Regions from separate parts of the Mus musculus genome. Here all the other regions are linked to region 1. A link is a contact called in public HiChIP or PLAC-seq and Micro-C data. All regions are on one chromosome and are shown on one strand. The core of a region is the stretch at or near the end of the contact, and the rest is flanking DNA. Distances in the headings are between cores, read along the strand shown.

Region 1 (5,260 bases), core at 2,063-4,562:
TCAAAACTTCTCTAATAATATATAGTATAGTCCTATTAAATGCCAACCAAAGATCACCAAGTTCCCAGCAGGACTTCATAGTTGTACTATGATTTGATTGGCAAGCCTCTGGCTATCCAGAAACTTTAGGGGGTTCTGGTAGTCAGGCTATTTTCTTAAATAGCTGCATTTTCTCTCCAAGCACCATGCTAAACAGAAACCAACAACAACTCATTTGGTTTGTGCTCCTGATCCATCTGCCTTCTTAAACAGGGCACAAAAACATCCATTAAACTGCTCTTGGTATACACGGGTCAAAAGATGCATCAAAATATATAACATTTTATTAAGTTGCTTATATGCTTCTACTAATTTTAAAAGTCCACATTTTGGATTCTTATAGCCTTTAGACATAATTTTTCAGTTTCTCTTGTTTCTAGCTTTATTATATTTATTATTACTGATGTTTGGTTAAAAAAACTTCCCTAACCCTTTTGCCCAGCTTTAATGATTTCTCCAGATTTTCTAAGTGCATTTAGCAAGGCGCTTAGAATTTTAAATTAAATGCTGAGTCCTGAAAGAGGGTCTGAAATTCGCACCAACAATAGAATCAGGGTGAAGTTCACACCCACAGCCTGGTGATGGCTGTCTCTCTGCTTTACACCTCACGGCTGTGCAGTCCAGACTGGGTGGCACCTACAATGCCTCCCAGCTGCAGAGCTCAGGGTACTTTCTGATCTATCTCATCCTCTTCTCAAAGTTCTAGTCCTTCCACCAGTGCTACAGACGAAGAGCAGAGCTGCTTGCTCAGGGAGCCAGGTTCCCTGCCCTGCCTGTCCTGGTACAGTTAGGGAGTGGTAAAATGTGCCCTGGGTAGTAGACTGGAAACCGGTCTGTCAGGGCCTAGGGGAATAAGTAAATAAATAAATAAATAAATAAAACCCTGAAAGACACCAAGGAACTTGCTGAGCAGGAAGAAAGACAAGTTGAAAGCTATCTAGTTGTCACACAGCTTTCTTAATGTTATCTTCCATCAAGTTGAATCTTGGAATCTGCCAGGACTTCAGACTAAATGTATCTCCTCTTGCCTGAACCTTTCACACACTAAATGCCTCCCTGGCTCATTTGGCAGGGGTCCAAGAGCAGCTTACACTTCTGCACTCTGAGGAGGGTGGCCACTGCTGTAATACAATGGGCGGAGACAGCTTGACAATAGTGCCAATTGAGTACATCTTGATCTACAGAGCGCACAGTAGCAGTTAGCCTTTAAAGCAACAACGCTCCCATCACCCCCGCCCCCACCAGCCAACTGCTGTACCAGAGTCTTGAGGACCAGAAAATAATTTTAGCCTTAGGAGGTCAGATGTAGTCACCAGTTTAACAAACCTGCCCACCAGCCCCAGGAGGAACAGATAAGGAACATGATCTCGGTCTCTATATTAAGAGCTCTGTGGACTGTGGGTACTTTACAGAGTTGGGTGGAAGGGAGAACTAAACTCTCCTGCCTGCAGAGCTCCTCACAGGACAGCTATCCTCCTACCTTGTAAAACCTCCAATATTGCAATGCAAGGATGGAAAGGGCATCCAGCTCCCAAGGCTGCACTCAAGCAGATCCACCAACATGGGGCTCGCTCCACCCCAGAGAAAAACTCTCCACAGCGAGCAGGACAGACTTTTCTTTGGCCCTTCCTCTGGAGGCACCTAAGTGGCTACCCTAGACCCAGTGTCCTTTATCCTCTTGAGTTAGGAACCTGAGGGCCCCGCAGAGGTGGCTATATCCTTCTCCATGAACAGAGAGGGGTGAGATTACAACACAAAGTTCAGACAAGCATCACCTGGGCAGAAATCAGTGGGAAAGTTTGAGATCAACACCAACCCAATTCTGAGACCTCTGTCCTCAAGCAAGAATCCTGCTCTTTGCCTGTGTTCTTGACCCTCAAATTGTTCAAATGATTCTTCCTTGTCCCCACATGCTTCCTGCTGTCATCCCACACATAATTACATAAAGACATTATAAACAACAAAAGCACCCAACTTGAGTGCAGAGGGCTGATGCTAGTATTTGGGCACTGGGTCTGATCATTAGTTGGGATTACATAATTACATAAACATGGGTTGGAGAACACTTCTGTAGAGGTTAGTTCAACAAATGCCTTGTTCTCATTCTCCCATCCCTCCACTCCCCACCCCCACCCCAACAACAGAAGGCAAGCCTGGGTTAAAAAAAAAAAAATCAAAACATGCCTGATATCTCCGGGGCACCTGGCTACCGCCTTGCAAAACCAAAGGCTGCCAGAACTTTTGAGATGCAAAGCACAAAGAGGACCACAGTACCACTCCTCTAAGCCAGCAGGCTCTTGTGCAAACATTGTCCCCAAAGTTCAAGGGCAGGTCAAGCCACAGAAAGGGTCCTGACCCTGACAAGCAGTATAAACCAAACCAGCCAGCTTCAAGGAAGTCCATACAGATCTCTGAGTTCCTCTACTCCACTACTTCTGTCCCAGCCACCAGTCTGGTTGCCCATCACCTCCCCAGGGGCCGTTTGTCACCAGCAGTGTTCCCATTTTAAAATATGGTGAAATGTGGGACATCTAGGAAGGGGCACCTGCTTTATTAGTGACAGGGCAAGACATTCCCCCAACCCCCACTCCCACTTCAGTTTGGTGTGGTGTAGTGTGCTTTGGGGAGAGGACTGACAAGGTGTGATTCTCCCCTCACCCCCCACCCACCCCCGTGGAATCGTTTTCAGGGGGTGGCAGGATTGCGAGCAGGGAGAAAAATCTCTCCCTTCGGTCCTGGCACCCAGCATCAGACCAAAATGATCCTTCTACCAAGCACTTAATAGACATCTCTGGGGCCTGACCCTTCCTAGAGCAGCAGCCTGGCCCAGGAGCCAGGTCTGCAGCGCAACGCAGCCGAGCTATCGCGGGGGGCGCGCGGCGCGCACAGGGTTACAGCCCAGCCACGGCTGCGAGTGATTGACGCGCGGGGGTCACTTGAGGTTCGCGCTCCCCCAGCCAGGCCGAGCGCGCAGACCACCGCGCACACTGTGGCCACCCTGCCAGCCCCGCCACCCAGACACCTGGCGTGAGAAAGGCAGCGACAAAATGGAATCCCAGCACTGTGGCACTTCCCGGTGGCGGCCGCGGGAGAAAACACAATCAGGGAAAAATAAAGCGCAAGGAATCCATCCGCGGAATAAAAACCCAGAGTCCCCTACCTTCAGCCTTGGGGTAGCAAGCTGGTCCTGTGTGTTCTCTGACCCACGGATCCAGCACCCTTCTTCAATTATTCCGGTCAGTCGGGATATTGTGCATTTTTTTTCATAAACACCTGTTTCAAGTAAGGGGTAAAGACCTTATTGAAGGAATTGCTCTTAAGAAATAACCTGTGCGTATGTCTGTCCATCCAGGCGTGCATGCGTGTTTGTATACACACATATGCACACGGAATACTCATGTACACTGGAGCACCAAACTAGGCAGGGGGATAATGGGAGAGTCGGCTGGTGGTGAGCATGCTCGCGCCGGGAACAGATCCACCCTCTGTTATTCCTCTGAATAAATATAAATCACGATCAGAAACCCAAACAGAAGCATCCCTCTTGAATTCCTGCTGGAAACACGGAATAAATTCAGCCCGCAGACACAGAATCTAATCAGCAGCTGCTTTCTGAATCCAGAGCCAACCCATGCCCCGCTTGTCTTTTCCACTAGGAGTCCAGACCTTTTTTTTTTTTTTTTTTAAGGGGTTTTAACCTTTTAAAGATACAGTACACCAATTATCACTTGAATAGCATGGCTGGGAATACTGAAAGAAGGCAGGCAGCACCAGGCCTATTGCCACACAGGGCAAATAGCAGGCAGTAACAATGTTCATTGACATCCATATATCTGCACACATGGATAATACATTACATGGTGGGAGAAACATATGCAAATACAGGATATATGCGAAGCACATGTTTGTTGCATGATGGGCTTCCCAATGATGAATAGCACTGCACATGAACACTTCTAAACATTCATGTTTAATAGGTCAGACTCTCGGCAGACTTTTCAAAACAGGGGTCACCCCTCTGGGGTCCCTTATTGCTCCTGAAGGGCCAGAGTGTCACTGCTGAAGGCAGTGAAGTGTCTACTGAAGCTCACCCTCCACCTCCAGCTTAATCCCAGAGCATGCCTCCCTGCCCTGCCCTGCCCCGCCCCGCCCCGCCCCGCCCCGCCCCGCCCCGCCCTGCCCTGCCCCGCCCTGCCCTGCCCTGCCCTGCCCTGCCCTGCCCTGCCCTGCCCAAGTCTCAGGGAACTGAAAGGTGTTCCCAGCCCACAGGATGGTTCTGGCACCATTTCTGATCCACCTTGAGATTCAGCCCCAGTTCCCGTTCTAGGACAGGTTTTCTTCTACTTACATCGGAAATTGAAACTGCCACCTGGGCTTTGGTATTTGACTATTCTGATCTGGCTCCTCTTTACATTTTTGTTAGCAAGGTTTCATTGCTGTCATTGTTCTGTTTTTAACTTTTTTGGGGGGGGCGGGGTCTGGGGGGGGGAGGTTGGAACAAAGTTGAGCATGAAGGTTGAACAACAGTGCAGGGAGATAAACCACCCCCAGCCTAAACTGTGCATGCCAACTACTTCAGCCACCCAGATGGCATCTAATCCAGTTTTGTTTTAGCTTTTAAAGAGGTACCACTGAGAAAAAACAAAAAGTAACTTTACTCTTACTTGAAAGGAAGAGCCTTATTTCAAGCCAAGAGCCCCAGAGGATCATCCCGGGCATGCTACCTGCCTCCTGCTCCTGACCATCAGCAGGCTCCTCCATCACTCTGTGCCTAGGGCCACTCTAGGACAGGTCCCTCCAGCTCTAGCCCCAGCTCTCATTTCCTCTTCTGGTCCTGCCAGGCAGACCACTGAAACCCATGCCTGGCTCTCTCTTACCTAGCCCTGTTTGCCTCACCCTCCCAGCCAAAACCAGCCCCCTCCCCTCCCAGACTCTTTAGAGAAAATTATCATATTTCATGTGTCATCGTCCTGGCTAGCTGAGTCTGTCACTGATTGGTTGGGCACTGGCAGCCGGAAATGTCACCAGCCACACAGCATGGAGCTAGCTCTCCTGTGGCTACCACAGACCTGAGCTTAGGAGGCTTGGTGACAAGGCACAGACCTACCACAGGGAGCCTGTCACTCTTCTCAAAGCCTCTCTTCTACCCAGACCTGGGGAGGGGGGGGGTGCAAAGGAGGCAGGAGTGTCTGCCACTGTGGTGTTAAAGGAAGAGGAGCCG
Region 2 (5,260 bases), core at 966-3,465, 390 kb after region 1:
CTCTCTCTCTCTCTCTCTCTCTCTCTCTCTCTCACACACACCAATACAATTAAATAAATAAATGTCCTGTTTTTAAAAGATCTATCACCTTGGAACATATTCACAATTCATAGTTTATACCATAAATATACAGAAGAAAATAGAAGAAATTCCACAAAAATGTCAGGCTGTTTTACTGAGCACTGGGATGCTGAACTCCAGCCCATGCTCACTTGCCAAGAATGAGGACGGCTGTATCACGTAGGACATGGAGGAAGGGCACCTGGAACAGTCTGAGAAGGGGAGGATCCTGTGATCTAACGAGAAGGCAGGGTCTGCCTTCCCCTGTCCCACACTGCTGCTGCCTGCCATCGTGACCCTCCCCTGTCCCACACTGCTGCTGCCTGCAGGAAGAAATGCATCTTACAAATACATATTATTTATGCAGTATAAATGCAGGTTGTGAGTTATTCACCGAATCCCTGTGTGGAAATCACTGGCTGGGACTCACGCAGCTTTCTTTCCCATTTAGGTTTCAGCCAAGGTCTTTCACTCTTTAACCAAACCAGTGCTGTATGGCTGGAACGGCCCACCCTTCTTCTGTGTCTTCACATAGCAAGCCCGTACTGGCCTCTCAATACTCAAATCTTATTTCAAAGAAACCTTTTTTAGATACTGCCCCAGTCACCATGTTACCCTCCTCAGAAGTCTCAGGGCTCAGGAGTGACAGAACTTAGCATGTAAAATGAAAAATAAGGCTTTAAAAAAACCACACACACACACAAGTCATTTGGCTATGAGTTAAGTTTGGAAGGTCAGTATCCTAGTTTTGTGAGGCCCAAAATAGAGTCTAGGGCAGGGGATGTGACTTAGTTGGTAGTTTGTCTAGTATGCACGGTGCCTTGAGTTCTCTCTCTAGTACTACACAAACCAGGCATGGCAACACATACTTGCAACTCCGGCCCTTGAGGGGTGTGGGTACGATGTTCAAAAGTTCAATTCTTAGCTTACATAGTGAGTTTGAGACCAACTACATGAAACTCTCTTATAAAAAAGGATGGGGATGGTGTTAATGCGAATACATTTAAACCCCTCGCATCTTGAATTACTACCTCTCCTACATTCAAACTCCCTTAGCTGTGCACTGGCCAATAGTCTTTCTTCTAGTCCTGAAGAACACGTCTTCCCTACTTAAGAACCCTACCTGTGCCTTTGTAGGGCAAGAACACCGGCTCTTTAGCTCCTTAACTTCAGACCAATCGTCTACTCTGAGAGAAGCTGTCTGCCCAATTTCTCCTCCCATTTCCTTTGACTTGCCATTTCTCCCTGAAATTATCATTTGTCTACTTCTCTGTCTTCAGAGTTCTCCTTGAGCTTTGAGAGGAGAGATCTACAGAAATGGCCCCATTATGTTCAGCACCAGGAAGGGTTTGCAACACAGTAACAGTAGGAGCCCCGCAAAACATCAGGCAAAAAACCCAGCAGAGCCGGAGAAGACGCAGAGGAAGCCACAGAAGTCTTAGACACGCGTCTTCAAGCCTGCTCTGGACTTGTGGGGTCCCTGGCAGGAAAGGCCACAAAGGACAGACACACGAGGCCAGACCCGTGTTGGGAGACAGGGAGGGAGCAGAGGCACCAGGCACCATGTTCCAGGGCCTACCAGTAATAAGTGACTGTACAGGCCGTGCACATCCGCTCGGCCGGGGCTTCGCACACCTCACAGGAGAGCCGGCGCCCCTTGGGCACCGCCAGCGGGTAGATCACGTTCATGGTGCGGCCGGCGGCGTCGGTCTCCAGGACGGTTGCCTGGCTAGCATCCGCAAGGCTGAGGTGTCACGTGACAACCACGGGCCAGCCCGGACGTCGGGATTTCAAGGGCAAGGGGGAGGGGCGGGACTGACTGCGACAATTGGGGAGGGGAGAGCACAAACTCTAAATCTCAAAGGTTAAATAGCCAGAACTTGACTGCCATGTAGCCCGAGCCTGGGGAGAACTATACGGTGGCCGGTATAGGTCAAAAACAACCATTTCGTTTTCCAAACTAGGAAATCCACAGGAAGCATAATTTTTCTGGATTTTCTAGATACGTTCTTCCTCTAGACGCTTCCCGACGGGCTTTCCCAGAACAGGCAAGCATTTCGAGCCTTAGCGAGATCAGGACCTACTGGCGGACATAGGAAAGGGAATGACCATAGTCACTATTTGCGGCTGCGCGCAGCCCAGGTATCCGGAAGGGGGCGTGGCGCCAGCGGCCCGGCGTGCCCGGGCGCTGTGGTTCTACCGTGGGGTGACTACAGTGCAGATGGCGGAAATGGACCTGGTGGCTGAGTTGCCGCGTCCTGCGGGTGCTGCGCGCTGGGCCGAGGTTATGGCTCGCTTTGCGGCCAGGCTGGGCGAGCAGGGCCGGCGGGTGGTGCTGATCACATCTGGAGGCACCAAGGTCCCCCTGGAAGCGCGAGCCGTGCGCTTTCTGGACAACTTCAGTAGCGGGCGACGCGGAGCCGCGTCGGCGGAGGTCTTCCTGGCTGCCGGCTATGGAGTCCTGTTCTTGTACCGAGCGCGCTCGGCCTTCCCCTATGCCCACCGCTTCCCGCCCCAGGCCTGGCTGTCAGCCCTTCGGCCTTCTGGCCCAGCCCAGTCGGGCAAGCTGAGTCTGGAGGCCGAAGAGAATGCGCTCCCGGGCTTTGCTGCAGCATTGCAGAGCTACCAAGAGGCAGCCGCTGCCGGCACCTTTCTGGCTGTAGAGTTTACCACTTTGGCGGATTATCTGCATCTGCTGCAGGCTGCTGCCCTGGCTCTCAGTCCATTAGGTGAATGTTCCAAGGAAATCCAAAGGTTTTCCTGGCTGTAGAGCCGTTCTCCCTAGCCTCTTTTCCCTATTGCTTGCTGCCTACCCCACAGCCAAGGAACCCGAGTTAAAGAAAAGATTCCATGCCCTTCCCCGATTTCTTATACTCCGTTTATCTTCACAGGCTCTTCTGCGATGTTTTACCTGGCCGCGGCAGTGTCAGATTTCTATATTCCTGTCTCCGAAATGCCTGAACACAAGATCCACTCATCTGGTGGCCCACTGCAGGTGATGGGCTCTTCTCTTCCAGAGATCTGACCCCCTCTAACCAATCTTGGGTTACTTTCCTCTTGATCTGGATGGCCTTTCAGCCTTCTGTATGAGCTAGGCACTGGGAATACAGAGATGAATAAGACACTGCCCTCAAGGATCTCACAGTCTAGCGAGGGCCTGGACACCAGCCATAATCACAGATCAGAATGATAAATGCTGTAGTGGAGGTATGTACAAAGTGCAGTCAGATCCCCGGGGTAGTGAGACGGGGGTGTCAGGGTGATGGAGATGACTCATCAAAAGATGGACAGAGGGCCTGATCAAGTGGGGAAGGTTATTCTAAGTGGAGTTACAAGTTGGAGTTTGCAACTGGGTAATGTTCTGTGAACCAAAGTGCTTTGGTAAGGCTGAAGAGGCATCTTGCCTCTTGGTATACACAACCTTTGTATTCCTTAAGACCCTTGAACTTTATCCTGTGGAGCCTGGAGACACAAAGGTGGAAGGAAAGACAAGACGTTGTTTGGATGCAGCAGCATCTTCCCTTTCATTGCAGCCCTCCAGGGACAGATGGGCTCTTCATTTCAAGGCTAGCCTGGTCTACCTAGTGAATTACAGGCCAGCCAGAGCTGCACAGTGAGAGAGTAAATAAATCTCAAAGTAAATAAATAAAAGTAAAAAGTTTTGTTTGTACAGAATATCCTAGTATTTTGGAACTAGGAAGCAGAGGGATAAGTGGGGGTTATTGTCCTTTCAGGAAGAAGAAGGGGAGGATAGTGTCACCTTAGTGTCACCGCTGAAAATTGAAGGTGATTTGGTGTCTTGGAACATGAGGGAAATCATAGACATTTGTTGGCTGATATAAGTAGTGTTTATTGATGAAATTGTCTGAGGGGCGCCTTGGGGATAGTTAAGTTACACATTTCAGAGTACCTACTGTGTGCCAAGTGTTATTGTGGAAGAGAAGTACACTGGCAGTTGCTGGCATTGCTTTCAGTCTGCAGGGGAATCCCTGATGCACACAGGTGGTAAATGCCAAGAAGAGAGATCAAGTGGGAGCTTGTGTGGGATTCCTGGCACACTTGCAGGCAGAACTCATACTCTTTAAAAATCCTGGGATCTCCAGTTTATCCTTTTTTTTTTCTTTCTACCTTAAAAATATCCAGAATGAACTAGGCAGTGGTGGCACACACATTTAATCCCAGCACTTGGGAGGCAGAGGCAGGCAGATTTCTGAGTTCGAGGTCAGCCTGGTCTACGGAGTGAGTTCCAGGACAGCCAGGGCTAAACAGAGAAACCCTGTCTCAAAAAAAAAAAACCAAAACCAAAAACAAAAAAATCCAGAACAACTTAGTATTCCCCTTTGGTTGTATAAGGTTTAGGAAACAGGGCAGGGACTTTAATCAAGTGAAGACCAAGTCAGTCATGTCTCAGTACTCTGTTGTGATTATTGTATTAATACTTTTAGTTAACAAATGAAAAAAAAAAAACCTCCAAGTACAAATCAAATCAGTAGCCACGCCCACCAGCACGACATTTTAGACTTGAGAGATTTAAAACCCAATATATTGGAATCCTGCCAAAGTAACTTTTTTTTTTCCCCTGAGACAGGGTTTCTCTGTAGCCCAGGCTGTCCTGGAACTCACTTTGTAGACCAGGCTGGCCTCGAACTCAGAAATCCGCCTGACTCTGCCTCCCAAATGCTGGGATTAAAGGTGTGCGCCATCACGCCCGGCTCAAAGTAACATTTTTATGAACAGATTATAGTTATCTTCAGATTTTCTTTAAAAAATAAAAGAGATGAGTATGATTAAAATACAATCTATAAAATCCTCAAAGACTTAAAAATATTTAAATGAGTTAAAAGGAAGTTCCAGGCTTGGTGGCAGCTCACACCTCTAACCCCAGCCCTCTGGAGACTGGCGGGAAGATCAGCATTTGAAGCCAACCTGGCCCATATACCAACCTCTAGGTTAGCCGGGGCTGCATAGTGAAACACTGTCTTTGAAAATAGTAAAATAAAGGGGAACGTTTGAGAAATTGTAATGAAAATGGCAGGCCAGGACTGGTTCAGAAAACATACTTTGCAGCAAAGTAGATGATGGGCTCTGAATTCAGGCTTCAATATGAACCTAAACGAATCTACAGAACCCAGTCTTTGGCATTTGGTGTGCTGCAAGAAGTTTCCAAACTGTAAGAAAGCCCACCTAACCTTAGTCAAAA
Region 3 (5,260 bases), core at 1,049-3,548, 370 kb after region 1:
AATGGCCGGGCATGAGTGCCAGTGCTGAGACCCCACGTCCCCCCAGCTTACCTTTGTATACAGTGTGTCAGCCAGCTCCATTTTCTTAAGGCCATAGAAAATATTGGCCAGGTGGAAGTAGCCTCCTGAGGTCCTGATGTCTTCTGTCCCATATGCACAACTGGCAAAATAAATCTATCACAGGAATAGGAGAAGGAGCCTGAGTCCCTTGAAGCCATTTAATTGATGAAAAAAAAAAAAAAAGGCATGTGTCCATAACACATGGAAAAAACCTTCATTACAGCCTGACGTGGAAATGGACTAGGGACCCGAGCAGACATTTCTCTAAAAGACACATGGATGGTTAATAAGCATGTGACAAGTGACATGCTAGACACTAACCATCATTCAAGGAAAACAAAACAAAATCACCACAGTCTCATCCCTCTTCCTAGGCAGTAGGACAGCTTTGTTCACAAAGAACATGGCAAGACCACTGGGGAAATAAAAGCCCGGCCATGGACTGGGACGGATAAACAATGCTGGAGCCTCTGGGCAGCAGCTGGCCAGATCCTCAACAGGCTAAACATGGAATTGCTGTGTGGCCCAGGAATGCGTACCTTCCCAAGAAAAATGGGCACACATGACCACATGTGAACACACTGGTTCATGAACATCTGTCACAGTCATTCTTACCAGTCCCAGGGCAGAAACAGCACACACATCCATTGTCTCAAGAGTGGACAAACGGCCTGTGCCCTAACCAGGGTAGACTGCTACTTGACAACAGAAGACATGAGCTGTGGCTCAGGATGGATGGACTACAAGCACTATGCAGGTGAGCACAGTCAGACAGACTCTAGACTCTGCCTGCAATTCTCCCTCTGTGAAGAGAGCATGCCTGTGCTGGTGGCACACAACTTTAATCCCAGCCCTCAGGAAGCAGAGGCAGGCAGAGCTGTGGGAGTTCAAGGCCAGTCTGGTCTACAGAGTGAGTTTCAGGACAGCCAGGGTTACACCAAAAATTCTATCTCAAAAGAAGGAGGAGGAGGAGGAAGAAAGGAAAGAAAGAGAAGGAAGGAGGGAGGGAGGGAGGGAGGGAGGGAGGGAGGGAGGGAGGGAGGGAGGGAGGGAGGGAGATCGATCTATGTAGACAGAGACCAGCTGCCTGGGGTTGGGATTTGAGTGGAAATGACTGCAAATGGAAATGAGGGGCTTCTCTGAGTGATGGAAATGTGCTCCTGGTTGTGTAGCTCTGTACTAAAACTTACATGAAAATGAGTGATTTTGTAATTTGTATCAGTGAAGTGTGTGTTAAAGAAGGGGGAAGACATGTAGGTGTGATAGGGAATATCTGTAATTCCAGCACTCAGGAGCTGAAGCAGGATGATGCTGAGTTCAAGATCAACCTGGAATATAATAAGACCTTGTCTCAAAAAGGGTATCTCGAGACAGTGTGGCATGCACCTTTAATCTCAGCACGTGGAAGGCAGAAGCAGGCGGATTTCCATGAGTTTGAGGTCAGCTAGGATACATAGTGAGACCCTGTTCAAAAAGAAAGCAAACAACAAGTGTGTGTGTGTGTGTGTGTGTGTGTGTGTACACTCAGGAAACATGGTTTTGAGGTTTTGATCTAATTCCTAATTGTGTGATCAGCACAAGACAGAATATGCCTGCCTCTACTTAATTAACTGAAGGATGTGGGGGGTAGAGGCAAACATAAATGAAGAAAACTTGCCAGGCATGGTGGCACACACCTTTAAGCCTAGCATCCAGGAGGCAGAGGCAGGCAGATCTCTGAGTTCAAGGCCAACCTGGTCAACGTATCAAATTCCAGGACAGCCTTAACTATATAATAAGACCCTCTCTCTTTAAAAAAAAAAAAAAAAAAGTCTTGGTTAAGGGCTTGGACAAAAACAGATGACATAGGGCTGCCTGAAGTCACTTAATGGAAGAGTAACTGGAGATATGGAAGTCACAAAAGCAAGAGGGCCAACAGAGCACCAAGAACAGCAATGGCACCCCTGTACCTCAGAAAACCAGAGGAGATGGCATGGGTAATGGAGACCAGCCAGAGCTGGAGCTAGGGCCACTAGACAGGAGCTGTATCCAGAAAGGAAAGCTGACTGCTCCACCAGACCCACCCCCTCCCCCACTGTAACTCCACCCTCCTGCTGTGCCTCCCACTCTTCAGTCCCTAGCAACACTCTTCAGTCCCTAGCAAAGCCAGACAGTGATGGTGCGATGGCGTCCAGGACAGCCACAGAGGGCAGCCTTCCAGGGCAGAGAGCTGCACACAAGATGGCCTTGAGGAACGGGGAAGAGTCTAAGGCGAGCACAGAGGCAGGCAGCCAGAGGGAGGGAAGGCTGCCTGGAGGAAAGGTGAGCGTAGAGCGTAGAAAGGGCCCATGGGAGTGCAATATGACCCAGCCTAATCCGGGTCAGGGACAGGAACTCTATCTGGTACTATTTTCCAGCCCCAAAATTTGACTAGGAACTCCTGAACTGGAGAAAAACAGCTCATCTGACTCCCGTATCTCACATTTGTACGGGTTTATAGATTGTAAGTGCTTTCCTATAGATCTGGCTCATTTAAATTTAATAACTACACTCTGAAGAAGAAACGTTAATATTATTTTAACAAATAGCCACAAAGTCCAGTGTGTACAAACATCTATTATTAATCTCTGCAATGTGCTGATGTGGTTGGGACCGGTTTATGATTTGTGTCTTAACATGTGATGAGAAAGGTTAAATAATTTGTCACAGAACTAGCATTGCTGGAAGCAGAAGCACAACCCTTCTTCCCTTAGCACTGTGCAGTTCTGTCTCTCCAGATTAGCCTCAGACATCTGGGTGGGGAAGGTGGGGTGGGGCCTGGCCACATTTGCATAGCTAGGAAGTAGAAAGGCTGAGTTCTTGCTGCTGCTCCCAAAATGGCCAGCATAAGCAGTGTTAGAGAAACACTCAGCCAAGAGAAACACTAAGCAGAGCCGTTCTTGGAAATACCCAGGTATTTTAAGTGAGCTTGCTCACATCATTAGCCAGATGGTACCGGGCTTCATCGAGGTTTTTCTTGGCTATGTAGAGAAGGCCCAGGTTCCGATGCAGTAAAGAGTGGGTGGCGTTACTACAGTCAGTTGACTTGAGGACTGTCCATTGGGCTTGGGATAGATATTCTTCAGCCTGCACTATCCGGCCCAGACCTGCCAAAAGTCAGTTGTAAAAGAGGTATAAGCCAGGTATGGTGGTGCACGCCTTTAATTCCAGCACTCGGGAAGCAGAGGCAGGAGGATTTCCTGGAGTTCCAGTACAGCTCAGGCTCTGTAGAGATACCCTATCTCAAAAACCCATAAATAAATAAATAAATAAATAAATAAATAAATAAATTATAATTCATATTTTAACTAAAGAGTATATAATGACATATGGGTTATCATACATTGGTTTATTCATTGATACAAATTTTTATTAGTGCCCAAAGTTGCTCGTGAACGTTCATAGCAATCCATCCTTAACTGATGCTCATGAGTGAACTGTGATTAGTCATAAAAAGAATATTGCCTGTATATATGCTACAGAGAGGACAGCTTGAAAACAGCATGCTATGTGAAGCCAGACCCCCAAAGCCACATATTGTCAGACTCCATTTATGTGAAATGTCCAGAACAGGCACACATAGAGAGAAGGGACTTAGTAGTGGTGGGGGCGTATCAGAGAGAGGAAGAGGTGAGGGTGTTTAACAAAGGGCAACGACGAACAACTATATGGAGTTTTAAAGCTGGGGGAGCGTTCTGGAATTGAATAGTGGTGAGTATACAACCTTTTGAATATATAACCTTCTGAATATATTACATTGTACCTTAAAAGGATGAACTTATAGATTGTGAATTCTCTCTTTCTACAGATATATACAATGCAGAGAGAGCAGGGAAGAGAGAGATACACTGGGATGTTAACTTTTATTGATGTATTTATTTGGGTAGCTTTTTGTTTTGCTTTGCTTTAGACAGAGTCTCTGTAGCTCTGGTCTTGACCTCTATGTCTACCAGAATGACCTTGAACTCACAGGGATCCTCCTGCCTCTGGCTCCTCCGTGCTGGGAAATAAGGGTGTGCGCCATCAGGCTAGGTTTGTACCAAAGCTTTACAAAGATCTATTTTATTTTGATTATGTGTATGTGGGGGTCGGGTAAGTGCACATGCATACTGTTCTTGGAGAGGACAGAAATATGATGTCAAATTCTCTGTAACTACAGGAAGTTATGAGACATCTAACAAGGTTGCTGGAAACTGACGTCCTGTGCACAAGCAACATATACATACTTCATTTTTCTCTGTCTGGTTCTTCTCACGGAGGCAATGCTAAAGAAGAAGGTCTCAAGGCCGAGCTGCAACTGCATCTAAACAAACATCGTTCCTGAAGGAAAAGGCATTCTAGGGAAAGGGCACCACAGGCTTCGGGTTCAGAGAGCCAGACTATATCTATAACTAGCAACGAAGTGAGCAGGGCATCAGGAAAACCAGGACAAGAGGGAGAAGTTTCTGAGTGAGTGACTTAAAAAGAGATGCAGAGTTAGAGAGACAGCTCAGCAGGTAAAAAACCATGACATGCCCAAAGCCAGACAGCCTGAGTTCTATCACTGGGACCTACACTGTGAGAGAAGAGAACCGACTCCCTCTGACCTCCACATGAGGGCCATGGCACATATGCCTGTGAATACATACACATAAATAAAATTAATTAAGGTTAAAAACCAAAAAACACAACCTAGACTTTGGAGATAGGGAAAGGCTTCCAGACCAAAGACGAGAAACCTTGATCTGAGACCTGAGAGACAACAAGGAATTAATTAGGTGGAAAGGAAGAAAGAGTCTCCTCCAGGACTTGAAAGAAGGTATCTTAAGTGGAAGAAAGAAAACAGCAGGAGAGAGATGCCATTGGAGGCCTCGGACTGTGTAGGAAAGTGGACCTGCAGTGGGATCGCATTGCTCGGTGGAGGTGAGATTGAAGACAGCCTCGAGGACATGGGGAGAGCAGTTAGCGGGCAGGTGGTCGACGCTGGGACTTTGGCTTAAATGACTTTTTCAATGACCTGTAGTCAGTGTCAGGGTGCACAGAGTCTGGGCTGCACTTTCTGGCCTGGCGTTCTGCCCACAGTCTAGAATGGGGTGTCAGACCTCAGCAGGGTGAGGAAGTACAAGACCTGGTACAGAGAGCCGGAACCAAATGTCTAAGGACAAGATCCATGCAGGAGTCAGCCTCGAGGGAGGGGACAGCA
Region 4 (5,260 bases), core at 1,744-4,243, 320 kb after region 1:
CAGCTTATAAAGCAAAAAATTTATTTTCATCATAATTTTGAAGTTTTCTATCCAGAGTTGGTTGACCTGCTGTTTTGTGGCCTATGACAAGACAGTGTGTTCTGGGACACTTGGCAGAGAAGGCTGCTCTCACAGCATGACAGACAGAGAACAAACTGAGGGAAGGCTGACATCGGATGCCTCCATTTCCAGTGACCCAATTTCTTGCACTGGGATCCATATATTAGGTGTTTTACCATCTCCCAACAGCTTGACAGACTGACAGCCAAGACCTTAAGGCACATGGGTCTCCAGGTGGATGCTTATCCAAACCACAGCATTACACATTTTAGAAAATTGTGTCTTATTTGGGGAAGCTACTTCCGTGCTTGAGGAATTTTGATGCTAGAGTAAAACACCCATAGTGGAATACGGTATATTTTTAGGTTTTACAGCTGGCTTCTGGGAAGGGGGCTTCCAGGTTTTATAACCAGCATTAGGAAAAAGAATTCTGGTTTCTATACCTTACGTGAGGAAGAAAAGGCTATGGGTGTTACAAGGTCAGGAGGTCTAGGAAAGAATTTGTCACTGTTTTTCTTCCATTTCAAAGTTTTCTGACCCCTAATAGTATCTGATGGGTAATTCCATAGATGGCCTTTAGGGACAAGGCTACACAAGATATATACCAAGAGCTGGCATAAAACCAGGCATGGCAGCTCATGCCTTCAATCCCACTATTCAGGAGGTGGAAGCCAGAAGATCAGGCATTCAAAGTTATTCCTGGCTATAGCAAGTTCTATAACAGTCTGGGTTACACGAGACCCTGTCTCCAAAAGCAATAAAAATTGCTGTAGAAAATTGGACATTCCTTTAATCCCAGCCCTTGGGAGGGAGAGGCAGGCAGATCTCTATGAATTTAAGATTAGCCAGGGTTACAGAGTGAGACCCTTTGTACCTCCCATCCTGTCCTCAAAAACCATGCAACCTCAATGGTAAAGGCAGGAGAGGGCATCTGGCTTTGAGTGGAGCTGTGGTTAAATCGCCTTCTTTGAAAGTACCCATTACAAGGCACTGGTTACAGTTTCATCACCTAGAAAATGCATTCGGGGACTAGGGAGGTGCTTTAGCAACATTATTGCCTCAAAATATTTTTTTAAACTTCCTGAATACAGAACTTCCCAGAGGCATATCTTAGTGGACAGGACATTTGCAGTTCACCATTCACCTTCGCAGAGATGTCTTGCCCATTTAGAGATGTCATTGCTGAGTCAAGATTGAAACCATAAAATTTCTTTTGTAAAAGAGTAAAAAGAAAAAGAAAGGAAAAGGAAAGAAGGAAGAAATGCGTTAGGGAGAGCAAGAGGGCTGACTGAGTAGAGGTGTTGCTGGACAAACCTAGTTACCATGGAGAGAACCCATTCCCAAAAGTTGTTCTGCACACCCTGCAAGCTCCTTCTGGCATTCACGTGACCCTGTGCTTCAAACACACATCGAAGATGCACAAAACATCATTTAAACCGGGTGGTGGTGGAGCACACCTTAAATCACAGCACTCGGGGAGCCAAAGGCAGATCTCTGTAATGAATTTGAGACTAACCCGGTGTCTTAGTTAGGGTTTTACTGCTGTGAACAGACACCTTGATCAAGGCAAGTCTTATAAAAAAACAACATTTAATTGGGGCTGGCTTACAGGCTCAGAGGTTCCGTCCATTACCATCAAGGTGGGAACATGGCAGTATCCAGGCAGGTATGGTGCAGGCAGAGCTGAGAGTTCTACATCTTCATCCAAAGGCTGCTAGTGGAAGACTGACTTCCAGGCAACTAGGATGAGGGTCTTAAGCCCACACCCACAGTGACACACCTATTCCAACCAGGCCACACCTCCAGATGGTGCCACTCTGAGAATATACAAACCATCACATTTACAGAGTGAGTTCCAGGACAGAAACTACACAGGGCTACAGGGAAGCAGGGCTACAGGGAGACAAGGTTACCCAGAGAAACCCTATATTGAAAAAACCAAAATGATGATGATGATGGCGGCGGCGATGATGATTTCAAAAAGATGTTTTAAAGAGCTGGAAACACAACTGGCTAAAGTCAACCCCATAGTTATTTAGAAATGACTAGCTAGGAGCTGTGAGATGGCTCAGAGAGTAAAAGCACTTGCTGCCTAGCCTGACTTTGATCCACATGGTGGGTTTCAGGAGAACCAGATCCTGAAAGTTGTCCTCTGATCTTCACGATCAAGCTGTGGTAACAGGCCACCAGCTCACCTTGTGCACAATAAATAAATAAATAAATAAATAAATAAATAAATAAATACATAAATAAATAAATACATAAATACATACATAAATAAATGTATAATTAATTTATTTTCAAGAACCGAATACCAGGTTTCACGCTATTGTTTGCGGGCAGAATTTGCAAACGGCTAGGACCACGGACAGTATGTACAGAGGACTGAGTTGGAGGGCGGAGGGGAAGTGGGGTGTGGACTAGGAGGAAAAAACGCGCCCTAGGGGTTCCCCTAACTCAATATGGGGGTCTTAACCTGTTTTTATGACACTGGGGTTATGATGGTCAAGCGCTGGTGCAAACTGGGGTGTAAGAAAAGGAAAAGGATCTTCGAATTATCTAAATGAAGTATCTGGTTGCTAAGACCCAACTGCCTCCATCTCCCAGCCAGGCTGCAGGCCAGGATTGGGGCAGACAGATCGCTCTTCTAAGGGTCAAGTCCAGCTGCAGAGCCCCGCCATGTGACCTTGCCAGGCTGGGAGTTGTCTTTGGAAGAGGTTGGTGGTGCAACCAAGACTCGCACTTTTCTCTGGGGGAGCAGCACCGCGCCTACCCAGCCAGTGGCCCATCGGTTCCCGGGGTCGCCCCAGCCCCGCCCGGCCGCCGCAGGCTGCGCAGCTCCGCAGGCTCCGGGCCGGGTCCTCCCCGGGCGTCGCGACGTGCTGATTGGCTGGGCGGAGGCGGCGGAGGAGGCAGCGGAGGCGGCGGCGGCGGCGTCGGCGCGAGGCGATCCGGAGCATTCGCCGGCCGGGTCTGCAGAGGCGGCTGGCGCACGGCGCAAGCAAAGCCGCGGTGCTCGCCTGGGACGCGCCAGGGGGTCGCGCGGGCGAGCGGCCGCAGCTTCGGTCGCCATGTGCGCGCAGGTCTGGCTGCTGACCGACCGGCTCATCCGCGAGGACTACCCGCAGGTGCAGATCCTGCGCGCGCTCCGCCAGCGCTGCTCGGAGCAGGACGTGGGTTTCCGGGCGGTGTTCCTGGACCAGATCGCCGTCACCGTCGTCGGCGGCCACCTAGGTGAGCTCAGCCGGGGGAGGGAGGGAGGGGCACCGGGGTCCCGTGAGCCGGCCGCTCTCCTCCTTGAGCCCGGCTCCGAGGTAGCCCCTCTGCAGCAGCCTGAGGCCAAGAGTAGAGAAGATGCTTAATTCATTTAGGAGATGAGTTAATGGGGCATTCACATTCACCTGAAGCTAAAGGCACCAAACCTCACACTGTAGATTCTCCGAGCACAGGTGGCCTGCCGGATTGGATCCCGAAATTAAAAGAACCAACCCAGAATTCACAAAATTGCTCTTAGGCAGATGTTTGGGAAACTTTTCCAGTGGTATGTATGCTCCAGTGATGAACGCCCTAGGTAGAACACTATTCTCAAACTGGGAGCCTAATTATGGGAGACAGCTGAGAAAGATTGAGATCGTCTCTGGAGGGGAAGGGGCGAGAGGAGACGATTGATGGTTTCCATTAATTTGTCCTCCTCCCAAAGAATGTTTAATTCAGATTCCAAAATAGCCAAGTACTTCCAGGCCTCACTGGTCCCTTCAGTGCCGGGTCCAGGGCAATTGAGGTGGGAGGTTGGGGGAAATGGTTATTATCCCTGACTGCCTATTCAAAGCGTTCTGTTTATTCTTATTATCTTCAATACATGCCTGCTATGTATTGCTAAGCTATCCATGACTTTGGAAACTCGTATTCACTGGCTTACAGTCTGTGTTCTCGGTAAGCCCTCCGAGGTAGCCAGCTATTTCAGGGGGTCCAGGGCTGAGGAGGGTTGGGCCGTCTTGGATGCTTCTTGGAATGTTACCCATATGTCATCTTTAACTGGTTGAGTAGAGTTCCTTCTGCAAGGGTAGGGATTCCACATCCTGAACAGACTACTTACAAGTGAGGTTTTGAGTATGTGTCCCTAAGTGAAATAGCTCAGTTTTGTACATTGTTCATCGGTAGGTGTAGTTAAACCTTACTAGGTTCAAAATGCATATACTTTGGGAGTAGTTATATGCAAGCATTAGACACTCCACATTTCAAGTGGTGTGCTTAAGTGTAAAAATACCATTTTTTAAGTTTGGGTTGCTGAAACCCTCCTGATTGGTTAACGGTGAACGCCATTTCTGAACAGAGAATTTGAAGAACTAGATTCTTCTTACAGCTTTTTTGTTGCCAAATGTCTCGGCTTTGCTTTGTGATAATCACTTTGACTTTGATTTTAGGGTTTGGTTTGGTTTTGCCTTTTCACGGTTAATTTTATGTCTATGGGTGTTTTGTCTCCATGTATGTCTGTACACCATGTGCATGCAGTACCCTCAGACGCCAGATGAGGGCATCATATCCTCTGGGAACTGAAGCTATAGTTGTGAGCCACCATGCAGGCTCCAACCTGGGCCCTCTGGAAAAGCAGCCAGTGTTCCTAACCACTGAGCCCTCTCTCCTGCCCCCATCTCTTTGAATCATGTATGTCATATTTAAGTTGAGATTCTCCAAGCTTGAAAAGCTTTGGGTTCCATATTTAAGTGGAATGATCAGTTATATTTTGGTGATCTAAAACCGGTCATTAATATATACTTGTGTCCATTCCCAAGATGAGTTTCCTTGTTTTCTTTACAGCTTGTAAAAACATCCTTTTGAGAGACGGTAGTCAGATTTTCCTATTGTTTGTCAGTCTTTACGTGTACATCAGCACTTCTGAAGATGTTCTCTCTGAATGTATAAAACTTCGTGTTAAAGAATCAATTGTAAGAAAAGTGAAAATTAAATCGTAATGATTCAGGAAGCACGTAAGCAATTAAGTAGAACTCATGTGTGAAAATGTCTGTGTTCACAAACTAGTCATTTACAAGAAAATCTATATAGATGCTTGATGGATGGATGGAGAAATTGAAGACAGGTTTTTTGGTGTGTGTGTGTTTGTTTGTTTGTTTGTTGGAGACAGGTCTCGCTGGATAGCCTTAGCTGTCCTGGAACTTCCTATGTAGACCAGGCTGGCCTC
Region 5 (5,260 bases), core at 992-3,491, 280 kb after region 1:
CTATTTCTCACTGCCCCACCCATACTTAGTGTAATGAAAACAGATAGAATCTGTATTTCAATACTATTATTCTACATAGAAGGAAAAAGGAAGAATGTGCTGTCACTTGTATCAGATAAATAGGGGAAAGGCACTATCAAAAATACATTTTAGACTACAATGTAGGCAGTTAGAGTAGTAACACAGTCTGTAATTTCAGTACTTGGGAAGTGAAGGCAAGACCAAGAGTTCAAGGCCAGCCCTCACCACACTGAATAAAAGGACACCCTGGTCTACTTAAGACTATCTAAAATTAAGATGAAAAAAGGGAAATCTTCAGTTTGAAAAACAGGAGAATATTGGAAATTTTCACATCGAAAGAGTGACTTCAAAACAGTAAGTTTTATTTCACCCAAACTAACAAACTGAAAGCCAAAATAAACAATCTTGACCTCATCCACAAAACACCTAATAAAGGCATGAGAAACTCCCTAGCAGCCCACAACAGAGAACACGGCCCACCTCAATTCCAATATTAAACCAAACAGGGAAGAGCTTCAAGTTCACCTAAAACAAAACACTCAAAAATGAAATCACATCTACATAGCCCTTCCTATCATAAAAATGGGGATCACTTGGAAAAAAAATAAAGCAGCAGCTATCGTTTTCTCCATAAATACTATGATTTTAAAAAGAATAAAAGAAAGGCGTCTGTCACTGCTACTGTAAAGAGAGCAATCTGTGGTCTCCCAAGAGCGAAACACAGAAAGATGTAAATGTTAACCTGAAAGAGCTTAAAGGGAGATGGGGAGGGAGACATGTATTTCAAAACAGTGTTAAAAAACAGAGCCCAATAGTACCTAGTGCATTTTAGAGATGTGGAATAAAGAACTTTCTGCAAAAGCAGCAAGCAGGACTACCTAGTCCTTCTACTAGAGAAAAATCTACGTATATTACACCCAATAGAACATGCATGCTTTCTCACTAGGGTACAAAACACAAGGAAAAACTAAAGGCAAATAAACAGTGAAAGGTGAAAAGAAGCCCACCAGTTTCGAGCGCCCCGACACGACTCATTCAGAAATGTAGCAACAACTTGAGCCCTGCATCAACACAGACTAGAAAATACTAGGCCACAGTGACACAAGAAAGTAGAATAGAGAAAGGAAAACCGTACACACCAACACATCAGTTGCAAGCGCCTGCTCTCTGGAGAATTAAGCAGTAGAGAAGAGCAAGAGCTACTGGTACTGAAAAGATGTCAATTAACTAAGATCTGGTCGATCCCCTAGTAGTCTCAATTTCCTAAGAGTACAACTCTTGATTCTTCCATCAAACAAGTCATCCTCGGCAAAACAAACTGACCTTAACACCTTCCCCACGCTGCCCGGAAGAAATCACGGGGTGGAGGGGAGTAAAGCAGGGCGGGGGAAAAAAAAAAAACAAAAAACATCTCAACCAACTGCAAAAAATGGAGGGAGTGGGAGGGACGGGGCACTACCACGTGGGCAGGATGCAACACACGCAGGACAGCAGCAACACGTCCGCATGCGAAGGCTGCCTTTCCCCCAATGCCAGAGAAGGGCCCGGGGACAGGATGGGAGAGAAGGTGGGACCCTCGCCCCAGCCATTTCAGCCCCGCAGGGCACCCGCGACCCACAAGGCAGCGGCCGCCTTCCCGGCAGAATAGCGCCTGGAGGGCGAGGAGGGGACGCCGCATCGCGCCGGGAACAGGACGAGCCCGGACCAGGTGCAGGTCACGGAGCGACGAGGGCGCGACTGTCGCGGTCCTCCGCGGCCCCGGCATCCGCAGCGCGGGCCCACCTGGGGGAGGGGCGGGCGCGCGCGGCGTCGGGCTGAGGGGCAGCGGCAGCTGAGGAGTGGCGCCGCGGGTGAGGGAGGGCCGCCACCCGGCCGGCCCAGCCTGGCGCCCACCGCCGGCCACAGGGAGCGTGCGCCGAGGACGGCGAGCGCCGCTCGCCCAGGGCAGCCCCCGCCCGCGTCCCGGGAGATGCCCCAGCCCCGCCTCCCCGCCCGCCGCCCCAGCCCCGACGAGACCCTGGCGACGCGTGCTCACCTCAGGCTACGCAGGCCGGGACGGCCCGGCCGAGCCTCCGGCCGCTGCGTGCGTCTCCGTTCCCCGCGAAAGGTCCCAACGGCGCCCTCAGAGAGCGGCCCAGGCCCGGAGCGGCGCCGAGAGTGGCGGCGGCGGCGGCAGCGGCGGCGGGAGCAGCCAACATCCGGGGCCGCGCACCCGGAACTACTTCCCGACCCGCTCCCTCCCACCCCCGCCTCCCGCGACGTCTCAGCGCTCCCGGCCCGGCGTCCTCGGCTCCACGGCCCGCCCCGTCGTTGCTGCGCGATGTGCGAGGGATCCCTCCGCGGGGACAAGTAGTGCCTCTGAGCTCCCGCGGCTCTGCCTGCTTGCGGCCAGCGGGAACCGGCGGTGGGCGGTGCGGAGCGCCTTGCAGTGTTTGCGCCTCGGACTTGACAGCGGCTGGCCGAGGCGGCCCCGGCCCCACTCCCGGGATTCCAACTCCTGAGGAATGCGCCTCGTGACCTCCCCGCCTTCCAGCCTCTGCCTCTGCGCGGCCCCGTCAAGCACCCAGCGCGGATTTTCCCGGCCGCCACCGGGGCGCTTTGGACCTTGCTTGGGGACACGCGTCCTTCGGAATGTCAAGAACCCGGGTTCGAGGCCCCTCCCTACCCAGGCATGTCATCTTGTCATTACCCCTGCCGCGTCATCCTCTCCATCTCAAGTTAGCTGGCCAGGTCGTGGCCTCACTATCAACAGGTGGAGCCTTTAGTAGGGTTGTTCAGACTTCTGGTAAACTTTGGACTTTCCCTTTGGTCTTCCCTGGTCCTACCTCTGAACTGTTAGCGTTGACAATCTGTGCTATCCTGTTACACTTGGTAGGTATTTGCTGCGCAGAAGCCGCGTTAAGTCACGTACTCTTCCCTGCAGCCTCAAGAACAGCAAGTGAAGAGCAGTTGCTCAGTATTTGGACATTAGATGGTTAGATGGATGTCAGTGAGTTTGGTTGATTGAGAAAGCAAAGGTCTGAGAGAATTGACCCTGGCAACCTTGCTGAGCTAAGACAGTGTGAAACCATCCTTCCATTCCTTCATGGAGCATTGAACACTTTCATCTGTCAAGCATCTCCTGGCAATGGGAATTCTAAAGGTTTATCCACTCATTTGTCCAACAAAGACATAAAAAGTCATTGTACCAGGCACTACTGTAGTGCTTCAGATTAATCAGTGAACAGAAAAGGCCGGTGGAGGGGCAAGTATCATTCCCTCATGGGCAGAAAGGTGATAAAAATTATGAATTATGTAATAATGTTAGAAAACATTGAATGATACCTTGGGGGATTGGGGAGGAGCACTCAGGACAGAGCTGTGTGGAACACTAGAAGGAAAATCCTTTTAAAAAGAGCTGCCTGGGTGAGCCACAATAATAAGGCAACTTGAATCAGAGGTTTGAAAGAAGTGAAGGGATTTGATGTAATTGTGGTTAGAACATCCCTGTGAGTGTTAGAAGTAGCGAGGGTCGGGAGAGGTAAAAGATAAGGACAGAGGGGTATCTTGTGGGCTATTGACAGTCTCTCCAGAGCTTTAAACAGTGAATGCTCTGCTTAGAGTACAGGGTAGGAAGTCAGAGGGGGCACTACCCAGGGACAAGGTGATGACCTAAATTAGGACAGAACCACACAGGAAAATAAGACACGGGCTTTTATATTTTTAAGCACTCAGTCTAGGGGCTAGCAAGATGGCCCAACAGGTAAAGGAGATTACTCCACAAGCCTGGAACCAGAACCTAATCCCTGGAATCCATGTAAAGTAGAAAAGAACCAATTCCACACACATGCTGTGGTAAGTGCGCTATACACGTGTACACACACACACCACAATAAATAGTTAGAAAAATAATTCATCTAGATGCATGCTCATAACTTCAGCTCTAAGAAAACTGTGGCAAGAGAATGATAAGTTTGAGGCCACCCTGGGCCACATGGACTCTGTCTCAAAAACAAAGAACTCATAGTCTAGTGAGACATAAGTAAACTGATTACATAACATCATGACAAGGAGAACATAGTCCCAAAGAGGATACCCCCACCACCCCCCTTGCCAGTCTTCCTGGGGAAGGGTAGACTACCGCAGATTCATAGAGAGAATTAGAATTACCTGGTTGGCTGGTCAATCAAGTGGCTCCTCAGTTGAACATAATTAACACTAGCCTTCCCAGCCTCTCAGATCTCAAAGTTCACCTTCCTCCACCTAGGCTTGAGACAGAATACTAAAAAGCAGCCTGGGTGCTGCTCTTAAAGAGACGGGTACAAAGCCAAGCAGTGGTGGCAGACGCCTTTAATCCCAGCACTTGGGGGGCAGGGGCAGACGGATTTCTGAGTTCAAGGCCAGTCTGGTCTACAGAGTGAGCTACAGGACAGCCAGGGCTACACAGAGAAACCCTGTCTCAAAAAACAGAGAGAGAGAGACTGATACAGCTGTTTCCGTTTGTGGGAGGGGTAAATTGAAGCCAGGAGTCACCAGGATTTGACCTGGAGATCAGGATCATAAAAGACCATAGTCAGGAATCTCTCTGAGACACTTAAGTAGAGTCAGCCAGAAGATAAAGTACAAAGACAAGCAGGGACTTGGCTCTAAACCACTTTGGCTACCTCTGTAATGGCTATTCCTGGTTGTCAACTTTATCTGGAATGAACTACAATCAGAATTGGAGGGCACACCTGTGATGCAGATCTTGAGGCTGGAAGAGAAGTTTCAGACCTAGATCTTGGCGTGGAGATCTTGAGCCATAGTGGCCATGAAAAGTTTACACCCAGGCAAGGTAGTACATGCCTTTAATCCCGGGAGACTGAGGCAAGGAAGATCTCTGAGTTCAAAGTCAGCCTGGGAAAGAGCAAGTCCCAGATCCACACTGTTAATCTAGGCCACACCTTCTGCTGGAGACATAGCACAGCTGCCCATTGTCAGGTTAGTTATTAGATTACAGACACACAGTCATCACAATAAATTCACTTAACATATCTCTATATGTTAAGTTGCATAAGTTCTGTGATTCTAGAGAACCCTGACGAATTGCATAAGTTCTGTGATTCTAGAGAACCCTGACGAATACAACTTCCTCTTACAAGTCATGGACAGGACAGGCAGTGGTGGCGCACGCCTTTAATCCCAGCACTTGGGAGGCAGGGGCAGGCAGATTTCTGAGTTTGAGGCCAGCCTGGTCTACAAAGTGAGTTCCAGGCTACAC

Evidence for each region. A called contact is a pair of places that touch in the nucleus more often than the background predicts. HiChIP or PLAC-seq counts read pairs in DNA pulled down with a chosen protein or histone mark.
Region 2: a contact with region 1 is called in an H3K27ac HiChIP or PLAC-seq map of large pre-B cells, with 4 times the contacts expected there. The contact joins the promoter of Ppcs here to the promoter of Hivep3 in region 1. A contact is called at or near these places in 3 of 39 promoter capture datasets (embryonic stem cells, liver and pre-B cells), 4 of 484 Hi-C or Micro-C datasets (the G1E-ER4 cell line, cerebellum and embryonic stem cells) and 5 of 115 datasets of contacts at active chromatin or transcription factors (bone marrow-derived macrophages, embryonic stem cells, large pre-B cells and 2 more).
Region 3: a contact with region 1 is called in a Micro-C map of embryonic stem cells, with 2.0 times the contacts expected there. The contact joins the enhancer-like site here to the promoter of Hivep3 in region 1. A contact is called at or near these places in 2 of 39 promoter capture datasets (embryonic stem cells and stem cell-derived epiblast-like cells), 4 of 484 Hi-C or Micro-C datasets (the G1E-ER4 cell line, cerebellum and embryonic stem cells) and 1 of 115 datasets of contacts at active chromatin or transcription factors (embryonic stem cells).
Region 4: a contact with region 1 is called in an H3K4me3 HiChIP or PLAC-seq map of embryonic stem cells, with 10 read pairs. The contact joins the promoter of Rimkla here to the promoter of Hivep3 in region 1. A contact is called at or near these places in 1 of 15 datasets of contacts at CTCF or cohesin (large pre-B cells), 2 of 484 Hi-C or Micro-C datasets (cortical glia and embryonic stem cells), 2 of 115 datasets of contacts at active chromatin or transcription factors (CD8 T cells and embryonic stem cells) and 2 of 9 other capture datasets (embryonic stem cells and liver).
Region 5: an H3K4me3 HiChIP or PLAC-seq map of pro-B cells shows a contact between it and region 1, with 6 times the contacts expected there. The contact joins the promoter of Foxj3 here to the promoter of Hivep3 in region 1. A contact is called at or near these places in 1 of 39 promoter capture datasets (hippocampal neurons), 3 of 484 Hi-C or Micro-C datasets (cerebellum, embryonic stem cells and pre-B cells), 3 of 115 datasets of contacts at active chromatin or transcription factors (bone marrow-derived macrophages, microglia and pro-B cells) and 2 of 9 other capture datasets (liver and pancreatic islet).

What each region holds. Positions count from the first base shown.
Region 1 is chr4:119,812,730-119,817,989 of GRCm38.p6, reverse strand. Hivep3 (human immunodeficiency virus type I enhancer binding protein 3) reads right to left here and starts at 3,312. Exons shown (of 9, transcript NM_010657.3): 1 at 3,200-3,312.
Region 2 is chr4:119,419,375-119,424,634 of GRCm38.p6, reverse strand. Ppcs (phosphopantothenoylcysteine synthetase) reads left to right here and starts at 2,215. Exons shown (of 3, transcript NM_026494.4): 1 at 2,215-2,789; 2 at 2,952-3,055. The coding sequence starts at 2,282. Zmynd12 (zinc finger, MYND domain containing 12) reads right to left here and starts at 1,951. Exons shown (of 8, transcript NM_001014900.2): 1 at 1,640-1,951. The coding sequence starts at 1,749.
Region 3 is chr4:119,439,674-119,444,933 of GRCm38.p6, reverse strand. It overlaps Zmynd12 (zinc finger, MYND domain containing 12), which reads right to left. Exons shown (of 8, transcript NM_001014900.2): 4 at 3,016-3,185; 5 at 52-174. Among named protein-coding and RNA genes, the nearest start is that of Zmynd12, 20 kb to the right of the region's middle. Within about 2 kb of position 2,298, at least 30 of the 459 cell types and tissues checked have an H3K27ac peak or open chromatin away from gene starts, as enhancers often do. A contact at or near this core is called in embryonic stem cells and stem cell-derived epiblast-like cells, where this site is marked.
Region 4 is chr4:119,490,331-119,495,590 of GRCm38.p6, reverse strand. It overlaps Rimkla (ribosomal modification protein rimK-like family member A), which reads left to right and starts at 2,993. Exons shown (of 5, transcript NM_177572.4): 1 at 2,993-3,294. The coding sequence starts at 3,132.
Region 5 is chr4:119,536,642-119,541,901 of GRCm38.p6, reverse strand. It overlaps Foxj3 (forkhead box J3), which reads right to left and starts at 2,241. Exons shown (of 13, transcript NM_172699.3): 1 at 2,057-2,241. It overlaps Frg2f1 (FSHD region gene 2 family member 1), which reads left to right and starts at 3,133. Exons shown (of 4, transcript NM_001004178.1): 1 at 3,133-3,294.